Linked DNA regions of Mus musculus: regions 1 and 3 are each linked to region 2. The links are chromatin contacts, called in public promoter capture Hi-C and targeted proximity ligation maps. All regions are on one chromosome and are shown on one strand. The core of a region is the stretch at or near the end of the contact, and the rest is flanking DNA. Distances in the headings are between cores, read along the strand shown. Region 1 holds the start of Coro1b (coronin, actin binding protein 1B). Region 2 holds the start of 2010003K11Rik (RIKEN cDNA 2010003K11 gene). Region 3 holds the start of Rbm4 (RNA binding motif protein 4).

Region 1 (3,029 bases), core at 308-2,807, 350 kb after region 2:
GAAGCACATTTCGGGCTGTGGGGTGCCAGGTGATAATGCCCACGCGCTTGGTATGCCCCTCGAGCACCACTACTGGCTCTGTCAGAGGGGAGGTCAGCCCATTTTCTGGAATCTGCCATACCTGCGGTAGGGAGACGGAGCATGGGCTCAGGCCTGTGCTTGCCCCTGCTGCCAGCATCCTTCAGCCACACCCTGAGACCCTGACTTGAACGGTCCTTTGCTCACCATGACAGTGCAGTCCTCTGATCCACTGGCAATGACTTCATCATTGTGGGGACACCAGTCAATATCCAGAACAGGCCCCGTGTGCCCACACACTGTCGGGTAGGCCTTGTCAATGCGGCCCGTCTGTAGTCATGAAGAGCAGTCAGAGAAGAACCCAAAGTCCCGACCTCCATTCCTCCCAGTATCTATGGGCCCTCCAAGGTGCAAGAATAATGTGACTGCCCTGGTTCCTGGTGGCCCAGATGTGTCTGCTCCACCCAGCATATGAGGAAATGCCTGCTGCAGCCTCTTATCCACACTTGGTGGCAATAAACACTTTTTCTACTTCCATCAACAATCCATCAGTAGCCACGGGCCAAGAAGTGGCACAAACTGCCCTGCCCACAGGTGTGACCAGAGTGTCCTCAGATGTCCTCTCCACCCTGACCCGCTGAGGCCCACCTTGTTTAGAGGAAGCACCATAAAGGCGCCTCCACCACTGGCTTCCACAATCACTGCCAGGAACTTGGGGTTGACTGCGCAGAAGGTGCTGTCCCAGGTAACTCGGGACACTCGAATGTCCTCATAGCACTGGTCATTCTTGACCGGCTGACCGAATACATGCCGGAATTTGCTCTGCCGCACAACTTTTCGGAAGGACATGTCTGTGAGGGCAGAGACACCTGAATCAGCTCTGCTCTCCAAAGAGACACACAGAGCATGTCACCAGGAAATTGGTCCAGCGTTAGCTGGGAGTCTCTATTTCCCCAGTTATAGAAAGGGCTCATAGGTGCAGACCAACACTCTCTGCCTCCCCATCCCCTCCCTGGCTAGGGGTCTGAGTGTGTGTGTGCTGCTGAAAGGGAGACAGAATTTAGATCTTCTGTAGGTCCCAGATGGTTCCAAGGCGCTTTCCACACCCAGAGTTTGAAGGCTGGGTGATGGGGAGAAGAGGCAGCAAAAGGGGTTGGTTGGTCTAGCAAGGCCGCAGCTCAGTCCCGGGGACTGTGCAAAGAGCTGCAGAAGTCGGGCCTAGGGACCCTGGCTGAACAGGGGTCGAGGATACTGCCAGGTCCTCAAAGTGGCCTTGGAGCACGGTCCAAGTGAACCAGGAACCCAACTTCCAAAGATCCCAGCCCAGAAAGGGAGAGAGGGGCGGCTGGGGGGTGGGAGGGAGTCGGGAATGAAGGTGGGGCGAGGCGCTCTTCCGGCTCGCGCCCCCTGCCCCAGGCCCACGTCTGCGCCCCTAGTCCGTCCCTGCCGCTCTCACCGCTCACCGCTCACCGCTCTCCGCTCCCCAGGGGCGCCGGGGACTGCGGCGGCGACCTCGGGCGGCTCCGGATCCCGGCCTCTGGGAAGCAGGAAGCGGGAATCAGGAAGTGATAGCCGAGGGAGGCGGGGGCGGGGCAAGGTCACGCGCAGAAGGCGGGGCTTTAGGATGTCCCGCCCACGGGGCAAGGCCTAGTCGCCAGGCCCTGGGCTGCTTGTTGAAAGGGGCGGGCCTGCTTGGAGCCGCGGGTACAGACTGTGCGAGTCTCTTGAGGTGGGGTGAAGCCTGCCCTCTGATTTCCCTACCCAGTTCTACCCAAAAGTATTCTCTCGCTCCGCCTCCAATGTTTTCACGTGTTTTTTGTTTTGTGTTTGAGACAGGTTGTTACTCTGCATACTTGCTGGCCTGGAACTAGCAAAGAACTTACAGATATCTGTGCAAGGATTAAAGGCATGTGCCACCACACCCTGCCATAGGTATGGGTTTTAAAGTTGGGGGGTTCCTGATGTCAGATATGTACATTGAAGAGGTGAAAGGCAATCTCTTACATCTTGATGGACTCCTGTGGCTCCTGCTCTGGCTTAGAGAAAATCGAAGTAGAGGATGACAGTGGATCCCATGCATAATGCATGTCCTTTCTCTCCTCCATCCCATCAGAGCCTGGATTTGCCTCCTCATATTTGCCCTATCTCCTCTCATCCTGGAGGACGTAGGTGTCCCTGTTAGGACCCACTGTAGTAAGAGAACACTATTCCTCTGTGTCTACCTCCAGTAACCAGTGGTGATACGAGGCCGTCTTTCCCAGAAAGGGAAGAGGGACGTGGGAAGAGGCAGGGCAGAGGTAAAGGTGCTTTGTTTAGCCTTCATGAGGCCCCAACTGTGTGTGGGAGGCTAAGTGGACTTGTGTCCCACCTCAGTGGTCACTATACTCTGAAGAAACAGGCCTAGAGAGGACAGGTGCTTGATTGAGACCTCCCAGCTGGGATTCAGCCCAACTTTGTTATTTCCAATGTCTTGGGATTTCTCACTGTTTGTAAAACCTGGAGCTAGGGAGGCAGGAGTGTGGCTTGACTTGGGTAGCAGATGTTCACAGGGAAGCCCATATGATGCCAGGTGGCTACAGTTCTAAGTACCACCCCCACCCCCCACATCACCCCACTTCAAATAAAATCCATAGTTCCATGTTCCTATGTCAGAATTCCTGTCTGACCCCAGGGCACCCAGCACTGTCCCCTCTCAGCACGTGTCCCAGTGACAGCAAACCTCAGTTCCCACCTCAGGCTAACACATCCTGCTCCCTTCTTCCTTCTGGAAGCTCTTCCTAGCCTTGGGAAGGCTTCATCCCTCAATGACCCCAGGCCTCAAGTGTCACTTCCCCTGTGGGTCTTTCTGAGCTCTCCTCTCACCCAGTTCTTCCTGTTCCTGGTTCCCATTAATCGTTCTTAGTCCCAGATGCTACATTGTGTAATTATTTGGCACCCTGCTAAGATTCATGCCAGCAAAGGAAAGACAGGGACTTTGTCTTGTGCACTCCCCTTATCCCCCAGCCTCCACC
Region 2 (3,201 bases), core at 42-2,541:
CAGGAGGTGGAGGAGGGCAGAGATCAGGAATTCGAGATCATCCTCTGCCACATAGCGAGGCCCATCTGGGCAACATAAGACCCTGTCTAAGACAAAAGTCTGGCACTGAGATAATATTTACTATAGGTCATTTTTTTCTTTGTGTCTCTGTATGGTGTGTGAAGGGATTATGTGTGTGTGTGTACACTCGCACACATGTGTGTAATCTAGAAGTTGACACTAAGTGTCTTCCTCTGTCATTCTCTACCTTTAATTTTTTTCCTCTTAGTTTTTGAGAGAGGAACTAGCTGTGTAGACCAGGCTGGCCGAAACTCACAGAAATTCCCCTGGCATGAGCACTGAATGAGCCACCTTGCCTGGCCTCACCTTTTTACATTTTCAAATTACATTTATTTGTGTGTGTGTGTGTGTGTGTGTGTGTGTGTGTGTGTGTGTATTGTGTGTTCTTGAGAGCCACAGCGCATGTGTGGTGGAGAGAGGAAAGCCTGTGGCAGCCAGTTCTCTCCACCAGGTGAATCCCAAGGATCAAACTCAGGTTGTCAGGCTTGTCAGCAAGTGCCTGTACCCACTCGACCACTCCTTCCCCTTAGTTTTTGAGACAGTGTGTCCCACTGGGTCAGGAGTTCACCAATGCAGCTCAGACAGGGACTGCAAGTCCCAGAGAGTTTCCTGTCTCTCCCAGGTCTGGGATGACAGATGCATATCCACCTTTCCACAGGGGTACCAGGGAACCCAACCCAGATCCTGTGCAGCAAGCACTTTATGAGTGAGCCGTCCCCCCAGCCCCTGCAGGTCACGATTTTGGATGTGTGCCGCTGACCTCCAGAGCACTTTTCACCTTGTAAAACTGAAGGTCTGGAGCCATGAAAACAAGTACCGTCCACTGTCCAGCCCCTGCCTTACCCGATTTCACCCTGGTAGTTACGGTTTTGACTGTTGTAGAATGAAGCTATTCTGTTCTCTGTCCTGTTGTAGAAGTAATCTTTGCTTAATGTCAATGAGATGAGTGGTACGGCCAGCCAAGGCCAAGGCCAGAGGAGGCCGGCAAGGTCTCCAGGGTGGTGTGGTCAGAGAAGGCTGTCTGGAGGGAGGAGGGAAGACAATAGGAACCAGCCTAGCATTCAGAAGGATCCCGAGCTGGAAGCCAGCCTGCGCTGTATAGTCCCACAGGGTGAGAAGTCAATGGAGAGAATGACTCAGAGATATTTGGCCTCTGTGGCCTGCCCTTTGGTTTATGACAGCCACCTCAGCAGCACTGACCTTTGTCTACAGGTGATCTCCCATCATATGAGTGAAGGCACCAGGCCATCTCACAAAGCTAGTGGCTTACCGACCAGTGCTAGCTTCTAGGATCATGGGGACCAGCCTGCGTAGCCAGTCCTTTAGAGAACCCCGGCCCTCCTATGGGAGGCTCCATGAGTCCCAGGGGAGGTCTCTGGATGGCCGACTCCACAGAGCACTGAGCCTCAGACTGGGCCGTGAGAAGTCCAGGTCGCAGGTCCCCGATGGCACGGAAGGGCTGGAGGTCTCTGTCCAGGAGCGGCTGCCAGGGACCCTGGGAGACAAAGAACAGCTGATCCAAGGCCAGAGAGGAGGAGGCAGCCGGCGGTGGCTGAGACAGTACCAGCAGGTGTGGCTTCAAACTGAATTATCACTTTCATGGGGAAGGGTGGGGACTCCGGGCAGCAAAGGGTTAAGAGCACAGCTGACCTGAGGAAAGCCAAGCAAAATACCCAGGAATTGAATGCATTTGACTAAAAGCAGTTGTGATTCCCCTCACCCCTGTGGGCACTGGGGATTCACTGAAGGTTGGAGGAGGGTGGGCAAATGGGGTCTGGGTGGAATATGGTCAGAGCTGTTTCTGTTTTGAGATGGGGTCTCGATAAGTAGCCCAGAGTGGCCTGGAACTCTTGATCCTACTCAGTGTTCTGAGTGCTGGGAGTGCAGGCATATATTACCACACAAGGCTCTGAGAGCTGTATTAAGATGATTAATGTAATACTATGTTGCAAGGGTGACTAGAGCAGGAGGCAGGCAGATTGGCCAATGCAACTTCTGGCAAATTACCGTCTGTACCTCTCACACAGGATGAAGAGTAGATTTGCCCCACCCCTCCTGGCCCTTCGTCCCAGGGGGAAGGGTCTCCCCTCCCCCCAGGAGTTTAGCTTCTCTTTCATGGCTCTACCCCCACCTGGTGGCTGTGAGTGGAACACCACTTGAAGCCACTGCTATGATGTTTCTCCTACTTTGGTCTTCCAGCATGTGAAAAGAAGGTGGAGGAGTTTTGTCGCCAGCTTCCCCAGTGTGACCCTGAGTCAACCAGCCTCCCCAGAGACCTTGTTGGACACCAACAACTAAAGCTGCTGTGACTGTCCCTCACTCCACCGGCTCTGCTCCTGTGTCTTTTCATCTGCCCCTGCATGGCTTTTCTGGACTCTGAACTGCTCCAGCTTTTGAACTTTGTCTTGTGACCCAAGGAGGCCTCTGCCACCAGATCATTCAAAGCCCCCATGTGGCTGCTCTTCTTGGTTCTGGCACCTATCTCTTAGCAAAGATCTCCATAGGCCTGAAGAGGAAATACCTGGCTCTCTACCTTTTGGGTTTAAAGACTCCCTGGACTGGCATTTATGAAGGTCTTAGGGACCTACACAGAAATGAGAGTAGCAACTGTGACCCCTTGGCCCCACAAAGACCAGCCACCCACTTCCAGGTCAGAGTTCAGTGAAGCCAAAGAAAGGCTGAGAACTTCCTGAATATCACCTGCTCCCAGGGCCAAGCTCCACATGGCTTTCTGGGCAGCTGCCAGTGACTGGCCAAGGCTTGGGCCTCCCTCATAGACTGTGAGCCTTCACAGGCTAGGACCATGTCTGGACTGTCCTGGGGGGGTTGCTATATGCCTGAGAAGCCCAAACATGCATATGGCTGCCTTTGGACTTCATGATATCCCGATGAAGAAAGCAGGGAAGTCTTCTCTCCCTGTGTGACAGAGGGAAACTGAGGTCAGGAGTGGAGAAGAGACCTTCCTCCTACACATACACACTGCCTAACACTGGGGTTGAACCCATTAATAAAGCCACTGACCTGAAGGAAAGTCTTTGTCTAGTGACTAATGCACAGGCTCTGGGCCTCTCCCAGGTTCAGAGTCCACGGCCTCACTCCGAAGGGCAATGCAGTGATGGGCTCCTTGTTTTCTCAGAGCTC
Region 3 (3,259 bases), core at 348-2,847, 300 kb before region 2:
TCCAGCGGTGGTATTGTCTGGAGACTATTTCCACTTGGGGATTGGTCACAGGGTGAGGGCTGTCTGTCTGTCTGCACACTGTGGGGATAGTGGTTCCCTTGGCTTGTTAGCAGGCTCTTCCCCTTCAGACCGGGAGCCAGTCCAGTTTAGTGGAGTGAATTGGTCTTGTTTGCTACTGTAACCCCAACCTCCAGGAATTTTGGCATAAGAAAGATGATTAAACTGAGAGAAAATGATTTCTATACCCTATGCATTTCTGGGTGCATATTGAGATGTGGCTGTGCATTTTAGATCCCCTCTGAAAGGGCCTGTGCAGGACAGCAGAACTTGTATTACAGATCTCAGGTGGCTTTTACTCAGTCTCAGGTGCTGCAGAATGAAGCCATGGCCATATTTAATGTCATATTGTTACTTTTTAAGGGGCCTATTTCCTAGCCTTAAATTATAGACTAATTTTCTGCTATAGAATCCAGTAGCTTATTTTCTGTCTCTGCCTTTTGTTTGACTTTTTCTTTCTTTTGTGGCAGTTTTGGGAGGTAGTATGCTCTATTTGTTATTTTACTCCCAATCATCCTGTTCTCATGAAGTTCCCCCTGCTTTCTGCCTGTTCACCTTTAAGTTCTCCATTCAGCACCTTTCCCGGTTATCTCCATCTTAAGAAGCTGCGTTGCAGAGGGTCATGACTAAAGTTGCTTGCTCAATGAGTATGGGATTATGTGAAGCAGCCAGTGGGTGAGAAAAATGTGATGAGGGAATTTGGACCCTGTGAAGAATGTTCGTTTGTACTTGTTTACAGCTGATTGTCACAAGCCTTTTTTCCAAGGTCAGTTTTAGGGAATTTAAACTTAGTTTTGGCTAATGGAGCCCAATAAAACCAAACAAAATCAAAAATTGCTGTTCCCGTTTTTTGTTTTGTTTTTTGTTTCTTCTCTTGGCGGGGTGAAGTTGGGGTGGGATGGGGTGTCGATTTTCAATCTCTGTTTTTCACACCTTTTGGGGAGGTGGGAGGCTGTTTCCTAAAGGGAACCTTAACCCCTGTGTCTCCTACGTCTCTGACCACCCTATTGTCTGGGCCATTGAACTGTTATCGAAGCTGGATCCACTGACTGTTTTAGAGTTTTAAAATTACATAAAGATACTTATAATTTTGGTAACTTGAGACTCAGAAGGACTACATTGGAAAGTGGGGGTTGCTTTTTAAGTAGGGGCGGGAGCTTGGCTATCGCCGGGAGGTCTGGGTAGGTTGACTGATGCAATATCCACGTTGCGGGGCGTGGTGACGCTCAGCTAGGGACCGGTGCGGAATTGTGGTGACAGAACTTGAATTTTGTCAGGATGTGCACGTGTAAGTGACAAAATGTGAAAGCTTAACAAAGTTGGGAGCCACGAAGCTACAGGTTGCCCCACTGACGCACGGCACCTTGTTCATTCTGCCTAATGGCTGGCCGCGCTTTGAAGAATTCCGCGTTTCTAGCTCCACCTTCAGATGGACCTCTTGCCCAATCAGTGGCTTCAGTTTCACTAGGCTGGGTGCTCATTGGCTTTCATATAAAAGGTCCAGGTTACTGACGTTTCCACCTCTTCCTGGCCTCTCAGGTAATTGGCGTTCCGGGTAACCAATCAGGAAGAGGATCTCCGGGAACGCCAGCCTTTTACTTTACCGAACGGCCAATCCGGTGGGTAGGTTCACCCCTCTTTCTACCCAGAGTCACTGCTGTGGCCGCCGCCATTTTAGCGTTTTGTCAGAACCGTCCGCGCTGCAAGGAGGAGGACCTGCAGGTATCCATGCGGTGAGATACTCCACGTTCTTCCACTGTGTTCTTTTCTCTGTTAAAAAAACTTACCTGACTCCGGTGGGTGTCAGGGTTGGCATAGTGGGGTTGCGGTCTGCGCACCCGTCCCTGAGAGCCGACATCGGTCCTCGACTTAGTGCGGTAAGCCTGAAACAACCTTCCTCCAAGTCCTCGTTCTCTACTCCCGGAATAGCTTTCTTTTGTCCACCTTACCCTCTGCTTTGCTCAATCTTCTTTGGGGTTTCCACCTAGATAAATCTTAGATTTAGGCTGGAGAATCTGTCATGCCCTGGGCATTGTTGGCTTCCTCACCAAACTGTAGCACCAGTCTTTGACCAGTTCTTCTGTAGGAGCCTGTAATGACATGCCCCACCCCCACCCCCACCCCAGAGGACTCCTCCTACTCGGGCATTTTCTATATTTCCCTGCTTTTTATCTGGTTGATCCCGGAACTCACTACTCCGAGTGAAATTCCCACTTTTCCGGAAATGGTTGCTAAGAGAGGAAGAGCTAATTTGAAGTAATTATAATTAGCAAGTCTAGTAGTTAGAATCTTGTTTTCAAATGTCAAAGTGAGTAGCTCTCAGTACCTGTAGCATTTTTTTTATTTATGCTGAAAACTTAGAGCGTTATTCCTTTGTCTGGGGCAGGGGAAGTGTAACTCAGTGGCGGAATACTTGCCTATAATGTACCGTGCTGTAGGTTGGAGCCACACCGCAAAATCCCCTTTGTCTACAAAAGTCTGCCTTGTTACATTTTTCCTCTTTATAGAACTTCTTGTGAGAAATAGAAGCAGGCTCTTGTTGAACTCCACATTTGTTACTGATTGGAGATGTAAGAGCATGCCTGTAGGAGAAAACTTTTGGGACTATGTGCTAAAGTGAAAGGAGATGATGGGAGCCATTTATTTATTTGATTTTTTTTTTCCCTTTTTTTAACAGTTGCTATGGACTTGAGGTCTTCTCCTAAAAATCTTGTTTCTCTACTTGCAGGCTGTGTGGAGATGGTGAAGCTGTTCATTGGAAATCTGCCCCGGGAGGCCACAGAGCAGGAGATCCGCTCACTCTTCGAGCAGTACGGGAAGGTGCTGGAATGTGACATCATTAAGAATTATGGCTTTGTGCACATAGAGGACAAGACGGCCGCTGAGGATGCCATACGCAACCTGCACCACTACAAGCTGCACGGAGTGAACATCAATGTGGAAGCCAGCAAGAATAAGAGCAAAGCTTCAACCAAGTTACACGTGGGCAACATCAGCCCCACTTGTACCAACCAAGAGCTTCGGGCCAAGTTTGAGGAGTACGGCCCAGTCATCGAATGTGACATCGTGAAAGATTATGCCTTTGTACACATGGAGCGGGCAGAGGATGCGGTGGAGGCCATCAGGGGCCTCGACAACACAGAGTTTCAAGGTGAATCACTCTTTTGGAGTGCTCAGTACAAGGCTGTTAGGAATGAATTGG

The links. Capture Hi-C pulls out chosen DNA fragments and counts their contacts.
Region 1: a targeted proximity ligation map of pancreatic cancer cells shows a contact between it and region 2. A contact is called at or near these places in 1 of 130 datasets of targeted methods (pancreatic cancer cells) and 1 of 9 other capture datasets (adipose tissue).
Region 3: a contact with region 2 is called in a promoter capture Hi-C map of pancreatic islet. A contact is called at or near these places in 11 of 39 promoter capture datasets (the 3T3-L1 cell line, 3T3-L1-derived adipocytes, the C10 cell line and 6 more), 5 of 130 datasets of targeted methods (the NIH/3T3 cell line, bone marrow-derived macrophages, embryonic forebrain and 1 more) and 2 of 9 other capture datasets (adipose tissue and pancreatic islet).

The regions. Positions count from the first base shown.
Region 1 is chr19:4,147,182-4,150,210 of GRCm38.p6, reverse strand. It overlaps Coro1b (coronin, actin binding protein 1B), which reads right to left and starts at 1,557. Exons shown (of 11, transcript NM_011778.3): 1 at 1,475-1,557; 2 at 667-869; 3 at 226-348; 4 at 1-121. The coding sequence starts at 867.
Region 2 is chr19:4,496,673-4,499,873 of GRCm38.p6, reverse strand. It overlaps 2010003K11Rik (RIKEN cDNA 2010003K11 gene), which reads left to right and starts at 1,291. Exons shown (of 2, transcript NM_027237.2): 1 at 1,291-1,630; 2 at 2,260-3,086. The coding sequence starts at 1,355. The coding sequence ends at 2,358.
Region 3 is chr19:4,792,347-4,795,605 of GRCm38.p6, reverse strand. Rbm4 (RNA binding motif protein 4) reads left to right here and starts at 1,597. Exons shown (of 4, transcript NM_001290122.1): 1 at 1,597-1,790; 2 at 2,786-3,208. The coding sequence starts at 2,797. It overlaps Gm21992 (predicted gene 21992), which reads left to right. Exons shown (of 3, transcript NR_157185.1): 2 at 1,597-1,790.